Linked DNA regions of Zea mays: region 2 is linked to region 1. Evidence: chromatin contacts called from public Hi-C data. All regions are on one chromosome and are shown on one strand. The core of a region is the stretch at or near the end of the contact, and the rest is flanking DNA. Distances in the headings are between cores, read along the strand shown. Region 1 holds the start of LOC100281419. Region 2 holds the start of LOC100274496 (Protein kinase superfamily protein).

Region 1 (7,320 bases), core at 2,880-5,379:
TTCTCCCTCAATTATTTTGCGCTTGGTGATTTTGGTCACCTCGTCCCCTTCATGCGTCGTTTTGAGAAATGTCCCAAATTTCTTTGGCACTCTTCAACCCTTGCACTTTGTTATTCTCCTCTCGACATAAGGAAGCGAGGAGTATAGAGGTAGCTTGGGAATTGAAGTGCCTTATTTGGGCGGCCTCATCGGAGTCATAGTCCTCGTCGCCCACCTATGGTGTCTGGGCTCCAAACTCAACAATATCCCATATACTTTCGTGGAGTGAGGTTAGATGGTGCCTCATTTTATCACTCCACATACAATAATCCTCACCATCAAAATATGGTGGTTTGTCTAGGGGTACAGAAAGTAGAGGAGCGCGTTTAGGAATGCGAGGATAGCGAAGAGGCATGTTACTATACTTCTTACGCTCTTGGCGCTTCGAAGATGTGGACTCGACGCCGAATGTGGAAGTTGAGGAAGAATCGGTCTCATAGTAGACCACCTTCTTTATTTTCTTTTTCTTCTTGTCATCTTTCCTATGTGACTTGATGGAGCCGGCGGATTCCTCCTTGTGCTCTTTATGCTTGTCGCCGACCTCCTTCGACTGAGTCCTTTCTTCATTCTTCTTTCCCAAAGATCCGAGATTTTCCCCGGTCACCATCTCTCTTTTGGCATGTTCTCCCGGCATCACTTTGAGTTGTTAAACTCTAATGAAGAACATGCCTCTGATACCAATTGAAAGTCGCCTAGAGGGGGTGAATAGGCGAAACCTGAAAAATTATAAACTTTGAACACGCACTACACCCGGGGTTAGTGTTAGAAATAATTCAGAGTGCGGAAGATAGTTCTTCTTGCTATGAGTTGCTCAATCAATACGGATAACTTTGGGAGCAAACTCAAACCAATGTGAGCAAGAGAACTTTAGAGAGAGAGGAGAGGGAAGAAACAAATTAAATAGTGAAGATCTACAAAAGTGAACATGGTGATTTGTTTCCCGAGGTTCGATTCCAAAGAACCTACTCCCCGTTGAGGAGGCCACAAAGGTCGGGTCTATTTCAACCCTTTCCCTCTCTCAATCGGTCACTTAGACTGGTCGAGTGCTTCTTCTTAATCACATGGGTCACTAAGACCCCGCAAGGATCACCACACAATTAGGTGTCTCTTTCTAGCTTTACAAAGCACTTGGAAAGATTACAGTGAGAAGAAGAAAGCAACCAAGCATCAAGAGCAACAAAAGATACACAGATCACCCTCTCTCAAGTCACTAAGCACTTTTGAACACTTGACTTGATTTTGGAGCTTGGAGAGGATTTGATGCTTTGATTGTGTCTTTGGAGTGTATTCTTTTGCTCTAGTATTGAATAAATAAGTTGGGAGGCTTTGATTGCTTGAATGGCGGTGGTTGGGGCTATTTATAGTCCCAACCACTATTCTAGCCGTCGGCTAACTTTGCTGTCGACGGGCACACCGAACAATCTGGTGGTGCACCAGACACTCCACCGTTCAGTGTCCGGTGAGTGCCACGTCACCCGACCGTTGGGGTTTGGAACTATTGACCGTTGAAGTCTTCTGTCCACTGGCTGCACCAAATCTTGTTTGCTCCAAACTTTGTAGAATTGCCCCAAGGTCATTTTCTTTGTATGTATATGTGAACTTTATGCACCTGAGAAAATATTGACTAGGCAAACTAGTTAGTCCACACGGTTTGTGATGGACGTCAAACACCAAAATCGATTATAGAAAATGTTGAGGCCATTTCCTTTTCAGAAACAAACTAATACTGCGATGGGCTGCTGTTGGGGGCCTTCGTCTTCCGAAGGTCCTCAAAAACACGACTAACTACTTGTTTTTTATATATTATTAAGTGTTACAGGAGCTTCGGTACCAGAAAAGCTTCGGTTTTGATCAATGGAAGTGTGACGAAGCAAGCTTCGTTACGATGACGCGGAAAGGTGGCGTAGGAAGAAGGTGTTGATTCAAACTGCTAGGTGCAAATGACAAAATTGTCCCCATGACATTTGTAAACCTTGTATGTAATCTTCGATGATATGAATATAATATCGTACGAAGTTGTACGATTGCCTATAAATAGGTGAACAGTAGCCCCGTACTGTTCACGCTGGATTGTAACTGCATTCACGCCTTTACCTTCATGCAAGCCGAAGCTATCAATACAATGTGTATCTAGATATTGTTTGTACATTCAATACGAAATTAATAAATGGCATGATATTACATTTGAAATTATGTTTTTATATTTGTCGATGATAAATATATGTTCTTCATGACCTTCACCCATCTATGTAATTAGTTTTATAATTAGACTATATTTTATACTTGTAACTAGGATCAAACAATCATATGTGACGGGACTAAAATTTAGTTCTGTACAATGAAACGGAGCCTTAATCGAAACTAGATCACACAAATGGCAACCCGCCTATTCTGGCAGCTTATCTGTGTATATGACTGGTGCTGGGAATTGGGTTGGGCTAGCCCGGCCCAAGCCCATCATGCTTCGTGCCAAACAGGTTTGGGTCAGAAAAACCCAAAAAACTTTTAGGTCGTGTCGTGCCAGCTCAAAGTGTAAAAACAGTGGCCCGACCCGGCCCTAAACCATGTCGTGCCTTTATTGGGCCGTGCTGGCCCAAGCCCGGCCCATATATTTGACCACATAAAATCAAAATATTACAACCACATAAAGTGCATAACCTACTAAATTAAAGATATTAAACAATCCTAACATCATTTTACCATATAAACTCTAAATATCACAACAATATAAAGTCTCTAGCTTACCAAATTAAAGTAATTAAATAACTTGGGTTTTATTGGGCCGTGCCGGTCCAAGTCTGGTCCGTCTGTGCGGGCCGTGCTGGGACGACGAGCTGGAATTTAAGGCCCGACTCAAGTCTGTCTTCGGGCTGTGCTAGTCGGCCCATATTATTTCATGTTGGACTGTGTTTTGGGCTTCTGTTTTCAGACCGTGCTCGTGCTGGCAAAAAAAAAAAGTCTTGACTATATTCGCAGCACTATATATGACTGGTGGCAACAATGCTTTCTCTTTGCCGGGAGAAAACGGAGAGCAGGGGCGGGAGAGATTAACGAGGTGGAATGCCACATCCTACGTCAGTACTGGAGCAGGCAACAACCGAGAGCTGAGCTGTGCCTTCTCTAGCAGCAGTCGTCGTCAGCACAGGCGCGAGGCGAAGCACCGGCAAGGCAGAGCCGCAGATACGGTGGCCGCGCCCGACAGCAGCAGCTACCAGCGTAGACGTAGCAGCGTCCGCTCGTAGCTAGCTAGCACACAGGCCCCGTTGACCAACTCCAGCAGACTCCCTCTCCGTATCCCTAAAACGCGCGGCCAACACATTCTCTCTCCTCTCCGTATCCGTCTCCGTTTCCAGCAACACTCCCCATCCCACTCCGCATGCAGTCTATGACACCTGGGGCCCGCCAGCAGGCGCGCGCGCACGCAGAGAGCTGCGGAGAGAAGAGAGAAAGCGTGGAAATGGGGAGTCAGGGTACAGGCCGTGCGTTTTACGGAGCCGGATGCGGAGCCTGCTGGACTGATGAATAGTGTGCTAGACTCCGCAAAATACGGATACGGAGCCGCATGCGGAGTGCTGCTGGAGTTGGTCTTAGTTACTCGAAATGGTAAGTCCCGTAGTGTACCTGCGCGGTGTCGGCGCATGCGCAAAACGGCATGCACGGGCACGGCACGCGCACACCGCCTCCCGATCGTCCTCTTCTCTACTACTAAAGGATTAGTAAGGGAAGGACCGAAGGAGTACTCTTCTGGTCCGCATCATCCACATGCCGCCGCCGCCGCCGCTACGCTACGCTAGCTGCCGCTCTGCAAGGGCCCCCCGCGCGGGGCCCCCGCGGCCCTGGCTCTGCCGGCTCGATCGCCTAATCATTCGCCCCGGGCGCGGCCGGACCCCTACACCTCCTCTACCACACCGTAGCATCAGCCCATCTCGCTCCCGCTTTCCCATCGCTCTCGCGCGTCCCTGTCCGCGGGAATCCACCTCAGTCCAGCCACACCGCAATGCTGCTGCGTCTGCCTCTGCGTGCTCAACACCTCCGCTGCATAAAAGCAACCCTCCCTTCTCTCCCTCACTTCCCCGTCGCGCTGTCTACCTCTCTCTCTCTCTCATCACAGCACAGCTCCAGCTCTAGGCTGTAGAGGGTGGAAGAAGCGAGGTCGAGTCACAGAGGCCTGCAGCAACCGTCTGCGCTGAGCATCGAGGCCGCGCTCTGCAGTCTGCTGTCTGCTCTCCCTCGATAAGCCGGGTTCCAAGCTAGCTCTGCAGAGGTACTTGGTCTTTTCTGATTCTTGCTTCTCTTTCTCCCTCGAATTCTTTCTCTTCTATAATACATACTGCGCAGCTGTTCTTCTTCTCCGTCTTTTTTTTCTTACGAAATCTGATATGATACTTTCACCGTCATCCGTCCATTCTCACCGTGCAATCTCAACTTTACACTTCTTGACAGAAAGGTCCTCTGCTAAAAATTCAACGAAGCATCTGCTCTCCTCTCCTCTCCGCTGTTCTTGCTATATATCGATCGCGATTCCATTACTACGATACATAATAATAACAAAAAGAAAGAACCTTTCCGCGTGTTTGGTTGCTGCTCCTGAGCAGGCAGGTGCTTCTCCCCTCGCGAGTATGTGGGTGTCCACACCACACGCCTATCCTCCTTTTTTTTCCGCTTCTTCTCTGTTTTCTTCCCTCTTAATATATCCATCAAATCACTGTGTTAGCGTGTTATGTTCTTGCACCCCCACTGTTCACATGCCCTGCTTTCCCCCCGATCCGTGTACCCTGTTGTGGGGCCTGCGGATTTATCGTATTCCCGCGTCCTATCTCTTTTTCTTGTTGGAACAGAGCTGCCAGTCATAGCAGATAGTAGATAGAGAACAAGCATAGATTAAGTGACACACCGCTTGCTCCATCTGGGGTCAAACAGAGGCTTTTGTGTGGTGCAAGCAAGATCCTGGACAGGAGACGTCATTGTTTACTGTTTTTTTTCTCCTCCATTGACAGTTGCATAAAGGCTGGCAGCAATTTTTAAGATCATGCTTTGAGTTCCCATGCACGTTCCCCCTGCTTCTTGCAGTGTGAGCTCTGACTGAACACGAAGTGATTGGCGGCTTCTCATCGATCGATGGTTGTGTTGTGCTGGCCATCTGAGCGATGAACCAGTTCGTCCCTGATTGGAGCAACATGGGAGACACCTCCAGGCCGCTCGGGTGAGCACTACTCTGATCCCCCCCTAATTGATGATCCATGGAGACCGTGACGCGGAGAGGGAGGAAGGATAACGAAGATTCTGCTGTGTTCTTGCGTTGGTGCAGCGAAGAAGACGACCTCATCGAGCTGCTATGGTGCAACGGCCATGTCGTCATGCAGAGCCAGAGCCACCGGAAGGTGCCGCCGAGGCCGGAGAAGGCGGCGGCAGTGGCGGCTCCACCAGCCCCCGCGTCCGTGCCGCAGGAAGACGAGGGCGGCCTGTGGTTCCCCTTCGCGCTGGCCGACTCGCTGGACAAGGACATCTTCTCGGAGTTCTTCTGCGAGGCACCGACGCCGGCACCGGCGGCGGCGGATGCGGCGCCGGCGGCCTCTGGTGGTGGAACCGGCACCGAAGCCGGCGGCAAGTCGTGCGGCGGGGACGTCCCAGTCCCAGCAGAGGACGACAGGCGCGGCGGCGGCGGGGCGTGCGCGGTGTCGGCGGGGGACCCGTGCGACCTGATGCCGCCTCCCAAGTCGACGCCCGCGTCCTGCTCCAGGCAGCAGACGACGATGAGCCTGGCCAACGGCGGCGACAATGCCGGAGGGGACCTGCCGGGCCTCGTCCGTGCGGGGGCGGAGGCCGGCGCGTCGTCGATGCTGAGCGCGATCGGGTCCAGCATCTGCGGGAGCAACCAGGTCCTGGTGCAGCGCGCGGCGTGCGCGCCGGGGCGCGCGTCCGCGTCCGGCTCCGGAACCGCCCGCGGCGACGGGTCCGGGTCCGCCGCGCTGCCGTCGGCGGTGGGCAGCGCGAACGCGAACGCCGTGGGCGGCGGCAGGGGCCACGAGGCGTCCTCGTCGGGGCGGTCCAACTACTGCTGCTTCGGCGCCGCCACCACCACAACCACAACCACCACCACGGAGCCCGCGAGCACCAGCAACCGGAGCAGCAAGCGCAAGCGGCTCGACACCGAGGACTCGGAGAGTCCCAGCGAGGTCTCGCCCTTTGAACTTTACGATCAGTGCCTCGTCGATCCGTCTATCACTGTTGTTTAATACTAGCAATAACGGGCCTGGGCCGCCGGCAATGCTACGGTGGTGCAGGACGCGGAGTCGGGGTCCGCCGCGATGTTGGCGCGCAAGCCGCCGCAGAAGATGACGACGGCGCGGAGGAGCCGCGCCGCCGAAGTGCACAACCTGTCGGAGCGGGTGCGTGTGACTCTGACGACGACAACTTGTTGCTAGCTGTTGCCTCGTTGAACAGTCGACGACGGTCTCTGACATGGGTGTTTTTGTTTGGTCCCAACAATGTTGCAGAGGAGACGAGACAGGATAAACGAGAAGATGAGAGCCCTGCAAGAGCTCATACCTCACTGCAACAAGGTTCCTTAGACTGCACTGGACAAGAGCTCTCCCTTTACATATATAGTAAACTAAACAGTATAGTAACAAGAATCTTGTTATTGCATTACGTGAGCAGACGGACAAGGCGTCAATGCTTGACGAGGCGATCGAGTACCTCAAGTCGCTGCAGCTGCAAGTGCAGGTCAGTGAGACCGCGACCACGTCCTTCCTCCTCGCCGTGCAAGTCGATCACTGGCATTAACCGTGGGCAACAGACACGAATACTGCCTACTGGCCACGACCTGCACAGCACGGTTCAGGTTAACCGACCCAAACCAAACGTTTGCCGCGCATGCAGATGATGTGGATGGGCAGCGCCGGCATCGCGGCGCCGCCGGCGGTGATGTTCCCCGGCGTACACCAGTACCTGCCTCGGATGGGCGTCGGGATGGGCGCGGCAGCGGCGGCGGCGCTGCCGTCCATGCCGCGGCTGCCGTTCATGGCCCCGCAACCGGTGGTGCCCAGCGCGCCGGTGAGCGTGGGCCCGGTGCCGGCCTACCGGGGCCACATGCCCGCGGTGGGCATCACGGAGCCGTACGGGCACTACATCGGCGTCAACCACCTGCAGCCGGCGCCGCCGCCACCGCAGGTCCAGGTCCGGCCGCGCGTCCCCTGCTGGCTGCTTCATTTTTTTTTTCTTTTCTACTTTTTGTGTGCTGTGTGGCTGACAAGTCTGGGCAGCACTACGCGCAGGGCG
Region 2 (7,320 bases), core at 2,062-4,561, 550 kb before region 1:
CTGTTGCACCAGTCATGTCCTTTGGATTCTGAGCCTCAACACGAGCAACACCGAAATCGGCAATCTTAAGGTTTCTCTGTGGAGTAAGCAGCATGTTTTCGCTTTTCACATCCCGATGTACAATCTTTCTGGAGTGCAGATAGCTCAATCTGCAAAGGAAATCTCCAGACAGTTAGCAGTGGATTCAGAGAAAACAATTCATGGCAGTATTTCAGCTTAAGTGTTATTTACCCTCTGGCCAAATCCAATGCAAGCTGGACCACAACTTTATAAGCAAGCTTCCGTCGGCTATTCTTTATCAAATATTGCTTCAAAGTTCCTCCAGCAAGATACTCTACCACAACACAACATGCTCTTGCTGGCAAATTTGTACGTGCAGCACCATTGGAATTGTTTGATGGAATCTTAAGGTCTGTGGTCCCCATAGATGCACCAACAAACTGCGAGAAAAAACAACACAATGCATTCAAGTACTTCTCCAATAGCACAAAAGGAAAAACTTTTTATGGAAGATACCTGCTATGAACTGGTCATGGGCAAATTTTGGTAATAATCAGCAAGCTAAGGATCAACAGCTTTACTACATAAACAAGCATCTATCCGGAGTTACAGACATGAACATGCACAGGAATTCATGAAAATATTCACCTTTGTAACATTAGGGTGGCTGAGCTTATGCCAAACAGCAACCTCCGTCTTAAATGATGTTCGTAAAGCAGCAGTTTCAGCCTCTGTGGCAAAACCATCTTCTCCCCAATCCAAAAGCTTCACTGCAGTATCACACAATAATCTTACTTATCTGTCCTTGGAATTGTGGACATATAGTGCACACATGTCAGCATGACAATAGCAGATCAATGAAGCATCATAAGTAATTGTGATAATAATATCAAAGAATCCCTATTCAACAGTGAAAGTATGTGGTTGTTAACTTAAGAGAATTGATTAAAAAACAGAAAAAGGAGACCCACCCCACCGAAAGTAAATGATATCATTTATTTATTATTAATGAAGCAATAAGAGGAAGCAAGTGCTCTGTGGTCTAAAACCACAATCTTGTAAGTCAAAGCAATAAATTTTAGATGAAAGCAATTGAATTGGATCAAAAAAATAAAATCTTAATCTAACAAAAATGTAGCACAAAGAGCTTCTGATAGCATTGTCATTTGTCGTGGTCACATATCTATAGCTGATGAACACAACAATGATATCTACTGTATATACTAAAGTTGCACAATGGCTTATTGACGACAAGCACAACAATGGCAAAACTAATCTTGAGAAGGCTACAGGAACATTACATAGTTTGGAAAGATTAAGTGCAAAACATTATTTGCACATCAATCTCCGAATGACGTGAAGATCAATTCGTAGAAGGATAGACGCTTAAAAAGATAAGGAAAAGGAAAAGAGGTCAACATCAAAACATTTCTGACTGGCAATAAATTGATTAAGGGGCATGGGGCAGGAGGACTGCAACCCAAAAGTGAAAAGTAAGAAATAGAGGGAAGAATGGGAACACATGCATACTTTGGGAAGTCGAGAAAGAATATCCTGAAACTATTCGTGCTGCAAGGTCATAAACTAGGAGTATGCAAAGCCACACATGCCCGTCTAAATTCTAGGCATGCGACAAGCTTAAATGTAGTCTAACCAGACCAGTCCATATTTACTATCTTACTGAATTCCTCCATTCAAGCAACAGATTTGTCAGCATTTTAACCACCAACCATTAAGGTCAAATGCACATTCTAAACCATAAGTTTCAGTTAGGAAAAGTTTCTTCTTAAGAAAAAAAAGGCATGCATATCTTAGAGTCCGCAATGTGATAGAACATATGGAGCAGTTGCAAAAGAACAGTAGATACATTGCAAATTCGCAATCAAGCATATGTAGCAGCATCTCAAGCACAAATGATCAAGACAAACCCTGGATTAGACAGAGAAGTGATGCCAGGTATTACTTTCCACAAAAAATCGAATAATAAGGCCTTCCATTCCATAGGTTGGATTGGAATAAACTTCAATAAGTAAGCTACTGGAACTAGTCAGTAGTCACACAGAAGCATTGTTTCAATCATGGGGTATATTGTTTCAGTCATGGGGTATGTTATTTCACCTTGAATCCATAAGACAGCATAAGACTTTTACCAAAGTGAGCCTGTCTGCAACATTATCATACACTTTGAAAGAAGCAGAGCTAGATCAATACCTGCGACGTCCTGTCCATCGTAGGTGCCCCGGTAGACCGTGCCATACGTCCCCTGAGCGATGACATAGCGGATCTCCAGCTTTGCAAGGTCGATCTCCCACTCCTCCTTTGGCCCCTGGGATTTGAGATTGGCTTTGCCCCAGGTCTTGGTGAGCTGGTTCTCCAGCTGGATGTCGAGGCTCGTAAGATCAATCTTGTCTGCACGCACATACGTATCGTTGCTTCCCAAGCTGCCGGACCTCTTCAGCTTCTCCTTCCCCTCGGCCATCTCGCTGGTGCTCGACGCCATCGCCGCAGCGGCCAAAAGTAGCTTTCCGGGAACGATTCCGGGAGGCACAAAACCAAGAGCACACGAACACCTTCACTGGAGATGGGGAACCGGTGTGCTACAGAACATGCTGGAGCACAAGAGACGAAACAGGAACCGGCTTCTCGCCCCCAAGAAGCCACCAATCCAAGAATCGGTAAAGCCTTTTGACCGGAGATAGCTAAAATCTTGGCCGAGACTTGACTGGAGATATGCACCACCAAACAAAATTCCACGAATTAGGCCGTGACCTGGCAGGAGAGGAGATAGACACCGGTGGATCCAATCCAACAAGTAAAGAGAGGATGCAGCTGTACTATACCGACCTAAAGCGACGGTGGCAGGCAGCACGGAGGTGAAGAGCCCCCGGGACCGACCGGCCAGGTTGACCAGCGGTCGACGAAACCGGCAGGAAAGATCGCGAGCTGGAGGCGCCGAACGCCCCGAATCCAATCAAGCAGAGGCCAGGTTGTCCTGAGCCCCCGCCCCGCAAGAACACAAGACCCGGCGGAGCCTCCGGTCGCGGATGGCGCAAATCGGCACCGAATCGGCGCAAGATTACCTCCGGGATGGTAAGGAGAAGTGGATGCGCCGTTGACTTGGCCGGTTTGGCCGGGAGCGGCGGTGCAATTGGCGCTCGGGGCGGGGTGGGGGCGGTTCCGGTGTTGACGAAGCGTAGGCGCGTAGCGAGAGCCGGTTGGGCAAGATGTTTATTGCTAGGGCCACTACCCACCACCGGCAGGAGCTGCGCCCGCTTCGCCTAGGCCTGTCCGGTCGCCTTGGCGCCTTGCCGTCTTGGCGGCTCCTTTGTTCTACGCCGCGTCTCTTGCGGCCGCAAAGGATATGCTGCTTCCCCACGGTCCAAGCTGGACTGCAGACGAGAGATTTTTTCTTTCGCATACGGCATGCGCTCGAGATTATTGCCAGTCATGCCCAAGATGATTGCCAGTCATCTTCATACATGTGGGTCCTCGATTTTCATCTGTCAAAAAGGTTGGCTGCTTTACTTGCCTACTAGTTGGTTTCCTGCTTAAGAAGCCACAGCTTTTCGTTTGAGTTGAAGAACCCCAGTTGTTTGGTTTATTGTCTAACTTGTCACGATTCGCCACATCTAAGATTAGATAAGTTTGACTAAATTATGCATATGTTTAGTTTAATTTAAAGCCACAGTTATGGTAAGATTTTTCTCCTGCTGCGTAGGTCTCACTCGTCAATGACCGATAAAATTGTGACAAGATTCGCTTAGAGCAACTCCATTAGTTCTCTAAAAGACTTCTTAAATCAATAATTTAGGTAGTTAACATGAAAATTATTCTCCAACAGTTCTCTAAATGAACTTTCTAAATTTAACAACTTGTCATCTAACCTCATTTTCTCTCTACATTTGTCAACCATTTAACAACTCCCTAAACAAAAATGTTGACTGCATTATATAGTTTTTGTGACTTATTTTTTATGTGGATAGATACAAAACAAAATTACAACCTATATTTAGAGAACTATTGGAGAACTCACATTTTTTTACTTCAAAAGCCATTTAGCACTTCTTAAATCTGTGATTTAGAGAGCTAAAATTTACATAACTATTGGAGTTGCTCTTAGGCGTGGCAAACTGTGGCGTAGAATTTGAGCGACTAACCTTATGCACATTAGGCAAATGTGACATAACATTGTTTGGCAATTTTTTGGCACCATAGTTATAGAATCAAACAACCCCTAAATTTAGACGGGAAAGTTAGGAAAGTTGTGGCGGAAACCAAACATACAGCTGACAAGTATACTACGAAACAAAATACAAAGATAAATTTATTGGCACCTTTTTTGTGTAAACCTGGTAATTATAATCAAAGTTTGATTTGATCTGTATCCTTTTCAGGACCGCAGGTGCACTCGCATTTCTTATCCTCGCATCGCAGGAACGAAAGCACCAGCCATGGAACCAACCATAAAGCAGGCACACGTACGTCTGGTGTTGCGTACGTCAGGACACGCAGCCCAGCCCTAGACCATGCATGTGTGTGACAGGGACCGAGCTTTTGCTCCCACTACCGGATCATGTGGCGGTGCCGCCTTAAAGCCAAGATCATCCGATCCAGCACCGAAAAAAAAAGATCCCGAATGGCCGGCGATGGAGGATGCATGGCTCTCTGCTAGACAAGACGACGGTGCGCAATGGCGTACGTTCAGAGATTCAGAAAGCTAACTAGAGCTTGCGGCTGAAGCAACTCTTGTGCTACAGAGTGGTTCCGTTCGTTAGTTGGTAGAGGCCCCGGGTAGAGCACGCAGCAACCATGGTCGTCATGGTGGGTGGCGGCCGGCCGGCGCCTGGCGGCCTCTCCTTTTCGCCGGCCGGCCGATTCGGAGCCCACCTCACATCAGATTCAGACAGCCGCCTACATGACTAGCATATTATTACCAAGTGCAGTGTAGTGCCTAGTGGGGGATGAGCGTGAGATAAGGAGTCGTTGATCGTGGGCCCGATTCCTAATTCTTCGCAGCGAATTGCTCTGTTAGCCGATGAAGAAGTTTCTTCCCCTATAAAAATGTAAACAGAAAATTTTCTTCTTTTGACGGATAAACAGGGACGGAGATAGGAAACATTCTCCATCCCCGTTCCTCGTAAGGTCCCGTTAAATTTGTACGTGACGATGTTTTTGTGTACTAGTTAATAATAAAACTAAATAATTATATTGTCAAAATATTACTCATTTTACAAATATATTCATTTTGATGTATATATAATAATTTCTTACTCTGTCAATGTATACAAGTGACAATATTTTACATTAATAATAAAAGATGCATGTCTTAATTATAATTTAAGCGAGAACGTGGTTCCTCGTCGGGGATTTATCCTCACGGCAAACGGGGAGATTTCCGTGATTTTTTTGTTACGGGGATGGAGATAGGGATGGGGAGCTATTCCCCGACGAGAAATTCCTCATTACCATCCCTAATCGTGACTACTCATGCAGCAAAGCAAAGTAAGAAAGTGGTTGTCATAATAAAACCTAGAGAGTAATTCGAGCATCTTATGTTCCTAAATACAAATTTAAGAAGTTCAACGGTTATGTCAAAGATGTGACTAAATTTATAAAGTCCCTATCCAACCTTATATTGTTGCTAAATATAAACCTTATATTGTTGCTAAATGTAGCAAGCTTCTGTTCACTCTCGAAGCATAGATGTATACCAAAAATATTTGGTAACTAAAATAGAGAACTATTGGAGAACACACAAAATTTACTCCATGTTACCATTTAGCAACTCTCTTGTTGGGGGTTCTCTTTGGCCAAATGTCTTCAAAATATTGATTTGTTAATTGTTTCTAAGTATGTTTCAGATATATCAAAAGGATTGACAATTTATGAAAGTACCCTTTGACGGTACTAAGGACTTGGATGTCGCCTAGAGGGGTGAATAGGAAAATATAAAAACTTAAACTCAAATGATTTTTTTACTCTACTCGAAGCGTTAATCACGGCGGAATAAAATAAGTCAAGTAGATCGCGGCAGAATAGAGTCTTTGCCTCAAAATATCATGTACTTCACATAAAGCTTATACCAAAGATAAGTAGAGAAGTGAAAATAAGAAAGCAATGCAAGAGACAAGAGACAAATCATTTTTTCCATGGTTTGCCCAAGCCTGAAATGTTGCCTACATCCACGTTGGAGTTAGCCAACTTGACTCTATTACAACTCCATCCGGTTGCTTAGGTTTATCACCAGTGTGATAAATCGAGTCTTCCACTATCTTAGATGATGGTTGCAATACAATAGAAATGTGACTATCACAAGTTAGCAGCTCTCCGGTAGATGAACAAAACACCAACACTTGTTCAAGGTCATTGCTCACTCTTGCAGCAACACTACACCTCTCTGTTTGGCTAGAACGAACGCCAAACACTAAATCTACAGAGAATACACAAGAGATGAGACAAATATGACTATAAGCACTATTGTGAAAGTCTCCTAGAGGGGGTGGATAGGCGAAATCTGAAATTTATAACTTAATCCACAAACTACAAGCCGGGGTTAGCGTTAGAGCGAATATCAAGTCCGGGAGAGAGGGAAAACAAATCAACCAAGAAAATAAAGCGGATGACACGGTGATTTGTTTTACCGAGGTTTGGTTCCAAAGAACCTAGTCCCCATTGAGGTGGTCACAAAGACCGAGTCTCTTTCAACTGTTTCCCTCTCTCAAACGTTCACTTAGACCGAGTGAGCTTTCTCCTTAATCAAACAGGTCACTTAGACCCCACAAGGACCACCACACACTTGGTGTCTCTTGCTTTGATTACAAGTCACCTAGAGAACAAGAATGAGGAAGAAGAAAGTCAACCAAGCAACAAGAGCAACAAAGAAACACAAGACGATCTTCTCACAAGTCCTAAAATACTAGAGTTGAATTGTGGACTTTGATTGGATCGGAGGCTTTGATTTGTGTCTTGGAGTGTTGTGTATTGCTCTTGTATTGAACGCACTGTTGTGAATGCTTGGATGGTTAGAGTGGAGGTGGTTGTGGGGTACTATAGCCCCCAACCACCAATTCAACCGTTGGGGCAGGCTGTTGTCGATGGGCGCACCGGACAGTCCGGTGCGCCAGCCACGTCACCCAACCGTTAGGGTTCTGACGGTTTCGACCGTTGGAGCTTTGTCTTCATGTGACACCGGACAGGCACTGTTCACTGTCCAGTGCGCCTTCTGGCGGCTGCAATGACTCTGCGCGAACTGTCCACGCACTGTAGCACTTTTGCAGGTGTCCATTACAGTCGATCGTTGCGCTGGAGCCGTTGCTCCGC

The links. Hi-C and Micro-C count contacts between places; a contact is called where the count stands out from the background.
Region 2: a contact with region 1 is called in a Hi-C map of bundle sheath, with 3 times the contacts expected there. The contact joins the promoter of LOC100274496 here to the promoter of LOC100281419 in region 1. A contact is called at or near these places in 2 of 25 Hi-C or Micro-C datasets (bundle sheath and endosperm).

What each region holds. Positions count from the first base shown.
Region 1 is chr1:258,576,020-258,583,339 of Zm-B73-REFERENCE-NAM-5.0, reverse strand. LOC100281419 reads left to right here and starts at 4,129. Exons shown (of 9, transcript NM_001361494.1): 1 at 4,129-4,303; 2 at 5,110-5,242; 3 at 5,348-6,215; 4 at 6,324-6,428; 5 at 6,537-6,602; 6 at 6,700-6,765; 7 at 6,922-7,218; 8 at 7,317-7,320. The coding sequence starts at 5,187.
Region 2 is chr1:259,126,436-259,133,755 of Zm-B73-REFERENCE-NAM-5.0, reverse strand. It overlaps LOC100274496 (Protein kinase superfamily protein), which reads right to left and starts at 3,311. Exons shown (of 7, transcript NM_001148854.1): 1 at 2,845-3,311; 2 at 2,212-2,722; 3 at 649-770; 4 at 232-440; 5 at 1-149. The coding sequence starts at 2,500. It overlaps LOC111590566 (a long non-coding RNA gene), which reads left to right and starts at 2,848. Exons shown (of 2, transcript XR_002749691.2): 1 at 2,848-3,511; 2 at 4,395-5,168.